Linked DNA regions of Sus scrofa: all the other regions are linked to region 1. The links are chromatin contacts, called in public Hi-C and HiChIP or PLAC-seq maps. All regions are on one chromosome and are shown on one strand. The core of a region is the stretch at or near the end of the contact, and the rest is flanking DNA. Distances in the headings are between cores, read along the strand shown.

Evidence for each region. A called contact is a pair of places that touch in the nucleus more often than the background predicts. HiChIP or PLAC-seq counts read pairs in DNA pulled down with a chosen protein or histone mark.
Region 2: an H3K27ac HiChIP or PLAC-seq map of skeletal muscle shows a contact between it and region 1. The contact joins the promoter of FAM98A here to the promoter of RASGRP3 in region 1. A contact is called at or near these places in 1 of 5 promoter capture datasets (liver), 5 of 47 Hi-C or Micro-C datasets (embryonic fibroblasts, epiblast stem cells, fibroblasts and 2 more) and 1 of 2 datasets of contacts at active chromatin or transcription factors (skeletal muscle).
Region 3: a Hi-C map of skeletal muscle shows a contact between it and region 1, with 2.7 times the contacts expected there. The contact joins the enhancer-like site here to the promoter of RASGRP3 in region 1. A contact is called at or near these places in 1 of 5 promoter capture datasets (liver), 6 of 47 Hi-C or Micro-C datasets (embryonic fibroblasts, epiblast stem cells, fibroblasts and 2 more) and 1 of 2 datasets of contacts at active chromatin or transcription factors (skeletal muscle).

Annotation. Positions count from the first base shown.
Region 1 is chr3:106,211,586-106,216,296 of Sscrofa11.1, forward strand. RASGRP3 (ras guanyl-releasing protein 3) reads right to left here and starts at 2,202. Exons shown (of 18, transcript XM_021087646.1): 1 at 1,836-2,202.
Region 2 is chr3:106,059,718-106,064,428 of Sscrofa11.1, forward strand. FAM98A (protein FAM98A) reads left to right here and starts at 1,850. Exons shown (of 8, transcript XM_003125249.5): 1 at 1,850-2,007. The coding sequence starts at 1,955.
Region 3 is chr3:106,080,690-106,085,400 of Sscrofa11.1, forward strand. FAM98A (protein FAM98A) reads left to right here. Exons shown (of 8, transcript XM_003125249.5): 8 at 1-488. Among named protein-coding and RNA genes, the nearest start is that of FAM98A, 21 kb to the left of the region's middle. Within about 2 kb of position 2,147, at least 4 of the 83 cell types and tissues checked have an H3K27ac peak or open chromatin away from gene starts, as enhancers often do. A contact at or near this core is called in skeletal muscle, where this site is marked.

The DNA.
Region 1 (4,711 bases), core at 952-3,451:
TGCAATCTGTAAACATACAGTGATTACAGGAGTTATGCTGGAAACCCAGAAATAAATGTCTATTTATTTAACAGAGAAGCTTTAAAAATTGGCAGCTTTTTTTCCCCCCAAATTTTCTAACTCTAATAATGTAGCATATTCTCAGGAGCTTCAGAATACATCCAGAAAGCTGTGACATTGTTAAGCCACGCTCAAGAAATCTATTTTAAATAGCTGGCATTTCATGAATACATTCATAAGCAACTATGGAGCATCCAGAAACCAATGACCAACAACAAAACTTTTAAAAGTGAAAAAAATACATATTCTTAGAATAAAATAGATAACTCGTAGTTTTATCTATTGTTTCAACCTTCAGTAGTATTTAAAACTTTTTTTATTCTTGTAATGTATGTAAACATACAAAGGTGTCAAATGAGAATGCTGTTTTGAAACTGTAAGAGGAAAACGTTCAACGTTAACACAAGTCAGGATCATTGTAAGCAATGTGGACCCATGTGGAGTGGCAGTTAATTAGAGTACTATAGGTTTCACTTTGTGGAAAGAGTAAAATAGATTCAGCCCTGAATTCAGGACGTTGCAGTACTGGCATGTCCTAGAAACGAGTGCTCAGAATTTGTTTCCTCAGACCCATCATATTTGTCCAGATTAATTTCACTTCCCCCTATTTTTTACAACCTACGTTTAACTAAGAAATATTGCTCTTTCTAGTCAAGCATATTTTTTCTCCGCTATTTCCATGGAATGAATTATAATTTTCTAATCAGAAGAAAATAACCCTTAAATTCTTCCAGGAAAGAGAACAGTCGGTGAGCTCCATAATGAGACAGCACTGAGCCCGTGGCCTCCTGTGTCAATTGTCATCTGGCTGGCTCAGCTATTCTGGCTTCCAGCTTTGCTATCTTCTTACAGCAGATGCTAAACATACCAATCTCAAACTGGGGTAAGCCAAAATAACAGCAATACATTTCCTTCTTCCTTTTCCCGAAACCACCAGAACCCCTATTCCTTTGTTTGACATGGGCATGACATTAATCAAGTTTTTCCAGGACACAGATGTGGAGGTTAGCAGTGGTGGATGAAAGTATGGTCATCATGGAAACAAATGTATTTGTTTGATGGCAAGAAATGTTAAAAGAAGTTACAATGTCCCCATCTCTCAGAGTTTTTGTGGGCAGCATCAAGAGCTCTCAGATTTAATCCATTTCCTCTTGACCTTTCCACTTCCAAATCCAGGGACCTTTGTTCAGGTTACTCAGAAAATACATGTTCAATGAATGTTTTGAAATAATAGCTTCAGTGTAAATAATTGTGAATTCCAGGAGACACTTTGTATAGAAAAAAATTAATTTTCATTTTATATAAAATTTAAATTTTTTAGTTAAAAATAACTTTTCTAAAATAGGTCACACTAGCTTGGAAGCATATCTAGTAAATGTATTCTAAACCAATAGCGATACCAGAAAAGGGCACATGGATTATTAATCAGCACTTTGAGAAGGATAGAAAAACAGACAAATATCAAGGATTTTTCAAAATGATCTTCAGTGAATTTATTTATACTATTTGATCCCCTGCTGGTAATGAAATGAAAGAAAACTTAGTGGCGATAAAATTATCTTAAGGAAACAATTATTTAAAATTTTTATTCCTGTTAAAAAGTGAAGATGGCATAGCCGAGGCTGATCTGCACATTTCTTCAGAGATAGAAGCAAAGTTCATGAGCTCTGCATGAGGACCTGCCCTCAGATTATATACACTGTCTGTGACCAGTATCCATGGTACATGATATGAATGTAGACACAACAATGTACGGTCTTAAAAAGGACACTTACCTTAACTTGCAGTCGTGGAATCATTTCGAGCGCATCTCTTTATCAAATCCTCTCTTTCGCACTGCTTCAACAACTCTTAACAAGTTTCTCTTCCACGTGTTGGAACACCTAGAGAATCCTGTCCTCTCTTCTAAAACGCTGCATTCACCTCCATTGCCCAAATCCAGTTCAGAATCGGGAAGAGGAAAAAAAATTGAATTTGCAAGCTGTTTACACCCTAACAACGACAGTGAAGCTGCTAAGCTTTGAGCTCAATGAATTAAAGGTTGTTTGGCTAAATGGCAGGCACACTTCCTCCTATTCTTTCTGAACTTAGTTTTCCTGCCTCCAGCAGAGCTTTTTCCTTTCCTGGGCTATAAATAGGCTGGTGGTAAGAGCACTGAGGAAAGAAGAGGGCAGGAAATGCATTTGATTTCAAAAAGCAGTCTTGGGGGTGCGTGTGTGTGTGTGTGTGTGTGTGTGTGTGTGTGTGTGTGTGTTTCTTTCAAGTGAACACCAGTAAACAAGGAAAATTCAGCTTTGATCTGTGCACCATAGCCAACATTTTCTTTAAATTCCTATAACCTTGGTTTGGCTCTAAGTTGTCATTTCCCATAAACAAATCTTGGGTTTGGAGATGTATCATTTTTTTCATATAAACTGTAAACAACCTACATCTCAGCCTTCATTTTTCAAAGGATTGCTCTAAAAATCGAATTTCCTGGGGGAAATGAGGAAGGAGGCAGACGGGGGTAGGGGTGGGGGTCATGCCATAGTTGTTTCTTTTCATTCAGAAGGAAATGAATCAGTATTTCTTGAGGCAAGATTCAGCAAAAGGAAAATATCAGGTGAACAAGAAAAGCAGATGCTTTTGAGTGAATGAAAGTATGAAGTTGAATTTGTAAACCATTTGCAGCCAATTGCGCTAAACTAATGGATTGTCCACAGTCTTGTTACTCAGAGTTGTTTAACTTCTCTCATAACTGTATGCAACACAAACGAAAATAAAAATTAGATGTCATTTTCTACATGTCAGATTGGCAGATCAAAATTTTGGCTATTGTCCGATGTCCCTGAAGAGTGAAGAAATAAGCATCCAGGAGTTGCCGTCGTGGCGCAGTGGTTAACAATCCGACTAGGAACCATGAGGTTGCGGGTTTGATCCCTGCCCTTGCTCAGTGGGTTAACGATCCGGCGTTGCTGTGAGCTGTGGTGTAGGGCGCAGACGCAGCTTGGACCCCGCGTTGCTGTGGCTCTGGCGTGGGCCAGCGGCTATAGCTCCGATTCGACCCCAAGCCTGGGAACCTCCATATGCCACGGGAGCCGCCCAAGAAATAGCAAAAAGACAAAAAAAAAAAAAAGAAAAGAAAAGAAAAAAAAGAAATAAGCATCCATATAAAGTATTTGGAAGTATACACTGGAATAAACTATTTGATAGATGGTAATTTTCAACTTCTTTCAAAATGTTAAGAGCACATGGTCTAACAAGATCCCTAAACATGCTTGACTCTGCAAAGTGGGCGTGGGTATCTGGAATGGGTGGGCAGTTTAATTTCTGATATATTTTTGCTCTTTTCACTTTTATACTGTGTATACCATGCTTCAAAAAGTGATTTATTTTATTTTTTAAGTATAGTTGATTTAAAATGTTGGTTAATTTCTGCTATATGCAAAGTGATTCAGTTACACCTAAATTTTTTTTCATATTCTTTTCCATTACAGTTTATCACATAATATTGAATATAGTTCCTTATGCTATACAGTAGGACTCTGTTGTTTATTCATTTAATATGTAATAGTTTGCGTATACTAATTCCAAATTCCCAATGCTTTCCTCCCCCACCCTCTCCTCCTTGGCAACCACAAGTCTGTTCTTCATGTCTGTGAGTCTGTTTCTGTTTTGTAGATAGGATCATTTGCACCATATTTTAGATTCCACATATAAGCGGTATCACATGGTATTTGTCTTTCTCTTTCTGACGGACTTCGCTTAGTATGATAATCTCTAGGTCCATCTATGTTGCTACAAATGGCATTATTTCATTCTTTTTTGTGGCTGAGTAGTATTCCATTGTGTATATGTACCATCTTCTTCATCCATTCATCTGTTGATGGACATTTAGGTTGTTTCCATGTCTTGGCTATTATGAAGAGTGCTACAATGAACATAGGGGTGCATGTATTTTTCTGAATTATAGTTTTGTCTAGATAATATGCCCAGGATTGGATTGCTGGATCATATGGCAACTATATTTTTAGCTTTTTGATAAACTTTCACATTGTTTTTCATAGTAGCTGCAACAATTTATATTCCCACCAACAATGTAGAAGGGTTCCTTTTCTCAACACCCTCTCCAGCATTTGTTATTTGTAGACTTCTTAATGATGGCCATTCTGACTGATGTGAGCTGACATCTCATTATAGTTGTGACTTGCTTTTCTCTAATAATTAGTGATGTTGATCATCGTATCATGTGTTTTTTGGTCATCTGCATGTCTTCTTTGGAGGATTGTCTTTTTAGGCCTTTTCGTGCATTTTTCAGTTGAGTTATTTTTCTGATACTGAGTGGTATGAGCTATTCATATATTTGGGAAATTAAGCCCTTGTGGGTCACATCATTTGCAAATATTTTCTACCAGTCCACATGTTGTCTTTTTGAAAAACTTACTAATTTTAAAGACAGAAATTTAAAAACTGTTATTACTTAAGGTCCTTCATAGGATTCTATTCGTTATCTATTATCTTACCTATCTGTGAATCATTATGTACTTACTGTCTCAACAATCTTCTCTTTACATTGGGGTAACACTTTGAGAAGCAACACTGGAATATCTAGAGAATCTCTTGACAGGAGGGGCAACTCAGAGTGTTGTCCACAGACCAATAGCATCTGTAG
Region 2 (4,711 bases), core at 600-3,099, 150 kb before region 1:
ACTCTAAGTGTTAGAAAATTCTTTCTTATATTGTACCGAGGCAAAAACCAGGGCTCCCAGATTAGAGTTATTTTCATGTAATTGTTTGAATGAGGTCTTCAGATATTCACAAACAAATAATTTGAAAATAAAAATGCAAGAGATTTCTAGTAAATCCTTAGAAATGATGACAATATTACTTTTAAAATCATTGTTTTTATTTCAGTAAAATCCATTATAGAATTATTTTAAATATTTTTTTAAATACTTTGCATTGGCTGCCCTCCATTTAATGTAACTATTTGCATTAGATAGAGAATAATAATAAATTTAGGGGAGTTTTTACTTGTTCACTCACTAATAGTATGTGTTAGAACTTACCTTGAAAAGTGAGTCAAGAATGAAAACTTTTTTCCCAACTTGATTTTGCACAATTACTTTTTGTTTAGCACCTTCAATAACCCTATAAGAATAACTATTGTTTTTATTTTAAGGTATTTATATACAGGATATACAAGCATACATGATTTGTTTATCCAACTAGCTACATCTTCCTATTTTTTCACATCCTGCTTATAAATCCTTATTTGACTAGTCAAATAAGAATAAATATGAATTTAGAGATATCTCAGTTTCAAAAGCCAGGTCTTACCATTTTTGATAGACAAGCCAACTAAGCCTTAGTGTCCTCACCTGCAAAATGGGAGTAATACTTACACAGCCTTATGATGATTGCATAAAATAACACCGATCAAGGAAATAATACAATTCAAACACACAGTAGATACATAATAAATGTTAATTCCTTCCCTCATTCCAGATGGTGCAAAATAAGGAATTTTAAAGGTACTATGAAGAATAAGGAGCATTTATCCATTAGATACCAAAATATTTGAGAACTACAAAATAAAATTTACTGATAGCAGTGTGAAAACTCTTTAATGCCTACACAGTGCACAATTATGCCCATTTATAGTTAAATGTAATTTTCTAAATATGCCATCACTTCGAAAACAATTTTTCTCATTTTTTTCAATAAATTCTAAGTACATACCCAACCAGTAACTGCCAAGAAACCACAGCCCATCGTGATGCGAGTGTCACACCATGCCAAAAAATGCCAAATCGATAACGGTACAACAAAAAGTTTATTTACCCTTTAAACTGCGTGGGTTTAAATATATTCCATCCTATTTGATATTGACACACAGCGAAGGCCCCCCTCTTACCTCCCTCCCCCACCCCTTTAAAATAAAGATTCTTAGTGTCTGGGAAGGGCTTAAGAAGTCTGGTAGAGAACGGCAAAGGAACGGAATGAATCAACTTTCTGAATACATCCGTGTCAAGGGAAAGTTTACTCCTTAACTCCGAAATACAGCTACTGCAGCCACCAGGAACTCCGACGGCATGTTATCTGCCATTCTCGGCACTTGTCCCGTCTCTAGCCCTGTTCTAAGGAATTAGAGCGAACGAACTTCTCCCTCTCTACGGCCCACAGGTAAGGCTGGTCACCCACTCAGGCGACTGGGATCCAGACAGTCAGTTTCACAGCAAACGCCCACCCAACTCTATGGACCCCCACCCTCCCCCGCCCGAGGATCCTTCCCCGCCCGCCTCGCCCCAAGCTTCGCACATGCGCACACCCAATTAGGAAAAATTAGAGCGCCCCCGGCCCTCGCCAGGTCCCCACGCCCAGCTGCCACGCAGCCAGTCCTCCTGCCCTTCTTGGGGCCGTCGGCTTCACTATTCAGTAATACGCATGTGCGTGTAGTGTCGCCTGACCATCTTTCAGGCGGCCGGGGCGGGCCGGCAGGCGGGACCAAGTTTCTTACGCACGCTCCGGACATGCGCAGTGCATGGACTGAGGCGCCAGCTGTCGATTTGGAAGTTCCGGGGAAGCAGCGCATGCGCGAGTGTACGCGTTGCCGGCGAAGAGGGGAGCCTGACGACTCGGAAATTTGAATACCACAGTAGCATGGAGTGTGACCTCTTGGAGTCTGACATCTTGGAGTCGTTGGAAGATCTAGGGTAAGACTGCCAGGGCACGGGTCTCCCAAACCCCACACTGTCGCCCACCGGCCCGAAAACTCCTTCTCCACCTCAGTCAGCGACACCTGCCTCTCCACGCCTCACCCCGTGGCTCCTGGCTGTCGCCTCCCTATACCTCCAGGACCCCAATGCCACGTCCACTGCCTGCTCTGCTGGGTCGGGGCCCTCCGGCTGCGACGCCCCTAGGCCTGCCCTGTGCTCGGTGCAGCCAAGTTTCCCGCAGCGTTTGTCAGTCATGCGTGTCATTGTCTGGGCTCTGGTTCACGCCACCCCCCTCCCCAGCTTCTCTCCGTGCTCCCCATCCTTCTGCCCTACCCCCTCACTCTGGAGGTTGCCAAAGTTGATTCTCTGTTTTCCTACTTGTCCTCCAAACTTCCTGCTTCTGTCTTGAGCCCCTGCTCCTACCCCACCCCACTTCGCTCAGAAAATCTCCTTTGCCCAGTCATGTCTGCATGCACCCAGGCTTCCCTAAGGCACATGTCTGCGCTGCATCCGTTCTGCCAGCCAGCTCACTTATACACCTAACCTGTCACCACCTTCATGGGAACCACTCGCTGTTTCCCTTGACTCTGACACACCTTCACTGAGCCGCCATTAGCTCTTAGTCTTAGGGGCATCCTCACCCACCAAGTCCCAGCGTATTTGTTGTGCATTTTTGTCTCCCCCTGACAGTTAACCCAGCCATAATTCATCAGTATCTGGAAGCTGGAAATAAGGCTGCTTATCTCACTGGGTCACCCAGATCAGTGTACTCTCTTAAAACTTGAGAACTTAGAATTTCTTGGGCTAAATGCTGTCCAGAAACAAATTGTATAATTAAATATTTGCCCACAGTACAGCTTAAAAAAAAAAAATACGGATTTAGAAAACTATAAAAGTAACAAGTCTCTTATCAAAACCTTCCTCTAGGTTTTTCCATGCCATGGAAGCCTTTGGGGGAAAGCTTACTTTAGTATTAAAAGAACAAGGGTTCCCAAAGTCTGCCCATTTTTAGGAAAGGCAGTGGTTGTGCTTATCTTTTTCTGTCAATATGAATTACCATTGCTCTTTTCTTTGGAGCTTGCTCTGAATTTTCATGAATAAAGTCAGACTTTAGGCAGCTTATTTCTTTGATGAGAACCTAAGTAAAAGTCACAATCAGCAAAGTGGTGTCTTTTTGGTGAACCTCTTAGACTAAATTGTTAAATTTCACACATGAAGTATTCAGTAAACACTTTGGGTCTGTTGGCAATGTTGGTCTGAACACTTAAGGGTACAAAGTGAGGTGGAAGAAAAGTTCACACTGTGAGAATATGCCTTGAGAACTGAGGAGAGCCAGGAAGAAAGAAAACTGGGAAAGGAAACAAGTCCTAAGCTTCCTAGAAGTGACACTTAGTGTTGAAGGAGAAGTAGCATGAGAGGATGAAGGTAAACCCTACTTAAATGAAGTCCATCTGCAACAACTGATGATGGATGCCACTTCTTCCTATGATTGTTCTCTTACCCTTTGTTAATTGTGTTTTTCTTCTCTTGGGTACTGGAACAGTCATTGTAACTGTAATAACACTAATTAAATAAATAATTGGGATGGGTTGTAAGATAAACCGTGGGATTTTCTGAAAACTTGACTATAAATTTTAACCCGTAACGTGTTAGTTTGGTGGCATTCAGCCATCAAAAATTAGTCTTAATTGATTGATGTGTGCTTTTCAAGGATTTACTGGGAAATATTAGAAATAAATGACCATTTATTTCTCACCTGGTACACAGTAAGAATTCAGTAATTACTTGTGGGATAAATCAATAAAATTTAAGTATGTAACACAGTGAGACATTTGTAGGCCTAGTTTGTTTATTCCAGTTTCTAGCAATATGTGGTTTTGAATCTAGATGCCAGACTATATAGAATCTCACTTTTTGCGTAAGATTTCTTCTGTCCCATTAAAAATATAAACATATAATTATATTTTAAGAGGGTTGAATGTTACATTTCTCTAACATCTCTATACCTCTAAATATCAAGTTATCTTAAGTATATTGAATGTATCATGATTAGCGTTTTTATCAAGATTTCATTCATAAAAGATGAATATGTGTTTTAAAATTACTTTGAGAATGGCAGAATCTTTAATTCTAGCCATATTCTAGATTGGGGTTCATTGTTACTATTGTCTTTTGAGTGTTTGAATGTTTAATAATTTTTTAAAATGACCTTTGATTCACTTGCAAAGAATTAGGATTCATTTGCACCAGTTCACCTAAACATCAGCTCACCAGCAGTTAGTAAATTAATCTTGATATTAATTTACTAGTATATCTTACTCATCTTAATGTCATTAAATATAGAAAAAGGAAAACAAATGAATAATTGGGAAGTTTTTGCTTTTAAAGACAGTCATTAAAAACCTAATCAAATTAATTTCTGGTAAAACCTCTAGAAAAGATAACCCAAGTTTTATTTCTGAGATAGTAAACTATAGTATAATTTGTTATCACTTAGAAATCTAATTTTAGTGCTAATTCAGTTAAAGTAAGAAAGTAAACCTTTGTACAATAAGGGCTCTCAGTAAATGTACAGAGGTTGACGTAATTTAGTAGTACATATGATTCTATTCAATAGTCCCATATTTTGAAGGAATTAGCTTGTTTTTCTAATAGTTTACATTTGCAAGTTTAGAGATTGGTCATTGTAACTTATCTGTGT
Region 3 (4,711 bases), core at 897-3,396, 130 kb before region 1:
GGGACTCAAGGTGGGCCACACAAACATATGTCACAATGGCATATTGATTATCTTGAATTAAAGTTACTTAAGACATAGCCAATGCTAGAGGGACACTGGCCCTCCTTCCTGTCTCACTGAAAGCAAGAATTAAGTCTCATGTGAAAGATGCACTCCTGGCATCTGGAGACAGAAGAACATACACCCTTACTGCCAGAGGTAGGGAATTTGGGTCGAGAAGCTGGTATAAACAAACTTTGTTACTTTTTTTTATTATTATTATCACTCAATGAATTTTATTACATTTATAGTTGTACAATGATCAACTATCTCAAACCCAAACTCTGATATAGATATTTTGCAAATAAAGTGCCCAAAGCCAAAACTTTGTCCTCTTCCTCACAAATTTTTTTTTCCTTTTGTCTAAAAAATATAAAAGCTGCCTGCTTTGGCTAGGTTTCATTTCTGTGAGACTTAAGTGTGCACAAATTAAAATTTATTTTTCTCCAGTTAATCTGTCTCATGTCAGTTTTATTATTAGTCCAGCCACAAGAATTCAAGAGGGGTTGAGGTAGAAATTTCTCTCTCTTCAGCACATCCAGCTGGAATGTAGTTAAATTTGTGCTGAGGAAGAGCATCTGAAATAATTTCTATATAGACTTGACCCTTGAACAGTGTGCGGGTTAGGGTTGCTGACCCTCAATGCCGTTGTCTCTTGGTATCCATGGAGGGTTGGTTCTAGGACCGATTTAGGTTGACCTAACATTAAAAATACATTCCTCACAGGGTATCTAATGTTACACAAAACTTTTTCCCTCACTAACATGATTCTAGTCACTAGAAATGCTGTGTATTGTTCAGTGCTGCATTTCCATGTTTGTATGTTAGTGTATTCTTAGGGTTCCGATCACTGATTAAAGCAGGTATACATGTTAGTATTTAAACTCACTCATTCACCTGAGTGCCTTTAGTCACCTGCAAAATGATGTTGGTAAAGATGTTCGCATAAACATAACTGTTGACATGAGAACTTCCATTGTAAAACATTCAGTTCCTGCTAAGTATAAATGAAAAAAGCCTGGGGTGGAAATAGAAAAATAAAATTTAACATGTCCCCTAGGAATGTGAGGGAAAACCTTGGGGAATAGTCTATGAGGATGACCTGTATTTATTAAATTATGTTATACTTTCCTCAAGAAGAGAAGCCTGCAGTTCAGTAAACACCTGAGTGTCTACTCTATGCCAGGCACTATGTTGAGCATTTGAAGTACAGAGATAGGTTAGAAAGTCCCTGCCTTGGAAAATGATCAGTGGCAGAGCCAGAAACAGATCATTGTAGCAATAGGATAATAAAAACTGAACACTATAACAGGGTTACCAGCCTAGCACGGTCTTCAGCATTGCTCACATGAGGTAGAAATTGGCAGGGGATGTTGGAAAGATTGCAGGAGCCAGGTAATAGAGGGCTCCACATACTTTCCTAAGTAACTTGGAACTAATTTATATTTTTTAGTATGCTAAGGCTTGTAGCATGGTCAGCTTTGGATTCTGTATGAATCACTGGCTAAAAAGTAGAGAATAGATTTAAGGAGGGGGCAAAGATTGGAATCAAAAGCTTAGAACTTAAACTCACGTAGTATAACAGGGATAGAGAAAGGACAAATTCAGGAAGTATTTAGGAGGTTAAATTATAGGAATTATTGGTTAGAGTAAGAATAAGTGTGTGTGTGTGTCTGTGACCAGAGGACAATACCACTAATTCTAATCAGAATATAAGAAGGAGTAAAGGTATATGCGGGGGGTGGGGAGGGGGAGGTGGGAGTGATTTCAATCTGAAACTCAAGAAAATGCCTAGAGGTAGAGATTTGAGAAAGATCAGCATCCAGTGATTTTTGAATTGGACCATTCAATCGAATGATTCTGTATTAGATCACCCAAAGAGGGGGGAAAAACATTGGACCAAGGAAGGCATCCTGGGTAATAATCATTTAAGAGGTGATGGAACAAGGTCACAGAAGTAAAAGGAAACCGGAGCAGTTGGCATCCTCTTCATCAAGAGCAATGTGGTAACTACTGATACCCATGTTTCCCACATAAGGAGAGTGAAGCCCAGGGTGGATGAGTAGTTGGCCCATATCCATGTAGCTGGTAAGCAGGGGAGCTGGAATGAAACCCAGGCAGTCTTGCTGGAGAGCCCTGTAACCAACGATTCCATCTGCTACAGAGCCAAGGCTTAAAAATATCCATTACATCTTAGCTTTTCAAGGGCACTTTAGAATAAATACTGAAGCCAGTTTCCTAGAGTTTGAAGGAAGAATGAGAGGCAAAACTAACTTTAGACTAGTTCTGGAAGCTTCACTGAGAAGGGAAGGACAGAGTAAAATACTATAAAAACCTAGTGGGGTGAAATGTATTTTGAAAGGTTACAAAAGGCAAAGGAAGTTTTCAAGAACTGAATATCTTTGGAAACTCAAAAGTGTCAACTACAAAATTCTTTAGGAATTGAAAGTAAACCTTCACTGTGTCTTAATGGTATTTTTTATGAGGCGTTTAACAAGATTTATCCAGTTTTCTTTTAGAAAGGTATAAATCCTTAGAGCAGATAGGTTAACCCCTATTTATACATAACTTCCAGAACTTACCAAGGCCTTAAAACCTTCTGTAATGTCTCCTAAGAAGTACGTGCTTCAGAGTCCTTTCTCTCAACAGAGACCAGTTATGTGGTATGGAAGACCATTCACAAGTCAACTACGCTAATGTGAAACGCAGAAAAACTAATTCTAACTAATCCCCAATTTTCAGAAATTAATGAAAAAAAAATTGAATGAAATAAGCAGAAAGTAAACCCTACCCTAAAGGGATAAACAAGGGCTATTTTGTAATCTTATTTATAATGACGATGACTTGTAACAGTTTAAAATCTTGTAGGGCTGCTATCAATTAACCTCTTACCTGGTTATTAAAGTGCTTGCTAGAAGAAGAAAAGTGATGGAAAGTCTCCCTTAGAGGCACTTGCTCTTTGACAAACTTGGGCAATGAAATGTATACCTGTATTAAAATTCAAAAGCAATGAGTTGTTGCAAAAAATATTTACCTAACGATTTATTTAGATTTATTTAGAGCACCTGGAGGTAGGAGATCTGCATTCAGAACTCTGGTGCACTAGTTCTGTGACCTTGAGAAAGTTATTTAACCTAGCCAAACCATAATCTTCCAGTTTGGAAAGATCTGGATAGCAATTCCCACTTGCTTTGAAAAGCTGTGTGGATTAAGAGTGATAATCTGTATAAAGTGCCTCCCACAGTGTATGGGACATAATATACACTCAAAGTTTAGTTATTATCAATACCGAGGTAGTTACTACTCAGGAACATCTTAAACAGAACCTGACGGAGAATATTTTCCCTTCCTGGCGCAAGTTTGGAACAAATGTTAGAAAGACGTGCATGGCATTCAGTTCTTTTTCTACAACTTTGGAACAGCCAAAAATATCCCAATTGCCAGCACATGACAGACAGTCTGCTATGCATTCTTCTGCTTTTTCTTTTTTTCTTTCTTTTTTTTTTTTTGTGGTCTAACTTGAAAATCTTTATAATGTATTTAGTGTGTGTAAATCAGAGCAGCAGCATCAAGGACAATCAAGGGAGTGAGTTGAAGATTAGGAGATCTTCAACTCATCCACTCATGTTACAGAATTCTTTTTATATCTCTTTGGAATGTTCCCTCTAGATGAGCCTTTTTTCTTCTTCTTTCATCAAAATCAAGCTAAGATAAGAAGGTAGGATGACATCTGTAGTTCAGCATAATGTTTTTCCAAAATGAAATAAGAATACACAGCCATTGCAAAGGATATGCTTCACTAGTGAATCCGCAGGGATAAATTTTTGATCTTCATCTTTCGCAAGTATTCTTTCCCAAAACTAGCTGAAAAAATAAGTTTTCCCACTTTGCAAAAGTTAAAAAAAAAAAAAAAATCCCCAAATACGTATCCTACATCTTTCTCTTATGAATTACCCCAGAGTGTACAAGCCTCTAGATACCAAACACAGACATGATTGAATATACTGGGTCAACGAGGCCTCCTTTAACATGATTCAAATCATTCTAGTCCTTTAAGTCCCTTCTTACTTATCTCTGTTAAAGGTCAAATCACCCATCTAGGGACACTTTGAGGTCAGAGCAACCAAAAGAGTATTGGTTAATGATATGGATTTTTTAAAATACACAACTTGATTATTTTACTAAAAAACAGTCTATCATGGATAAAATGACTTCAGATTCAGGGGGTCTTTATGCTTTAAATAAGATAGTTGGAACCAGTTTTATCAAATCAAGTCATAAGATATTTATTCCAATCACAGTCAATACTCATTTAATTTTACAGAAAATAAGCATTTAAATTTATAATAAAACAATTTGTAAATAAATTTTAAAATGTGCAGGTGAGCATAAATAAAAGCTTAAAAACCACTAATTGATAAATGTATTCATGTGTGTCTGAGGGACTACTTCATGACTAACGCATTGTCCCAGACCAGAGAGATCTCTCTCTGTATGTATATGTATTTTTTCTTTTTTCTTTTTAGGGCCCCATCTGCAGCATGTGGATGTTCTCGAGTTAGGGATTGAATAGGAACGACACCTGTGGCATAAGTCATGGCTTGCAGCAACTCCGGATCCTTAACCCACTGAGCAAGACCAGGTATCAAACCCACATCCCCACAGAGACAAT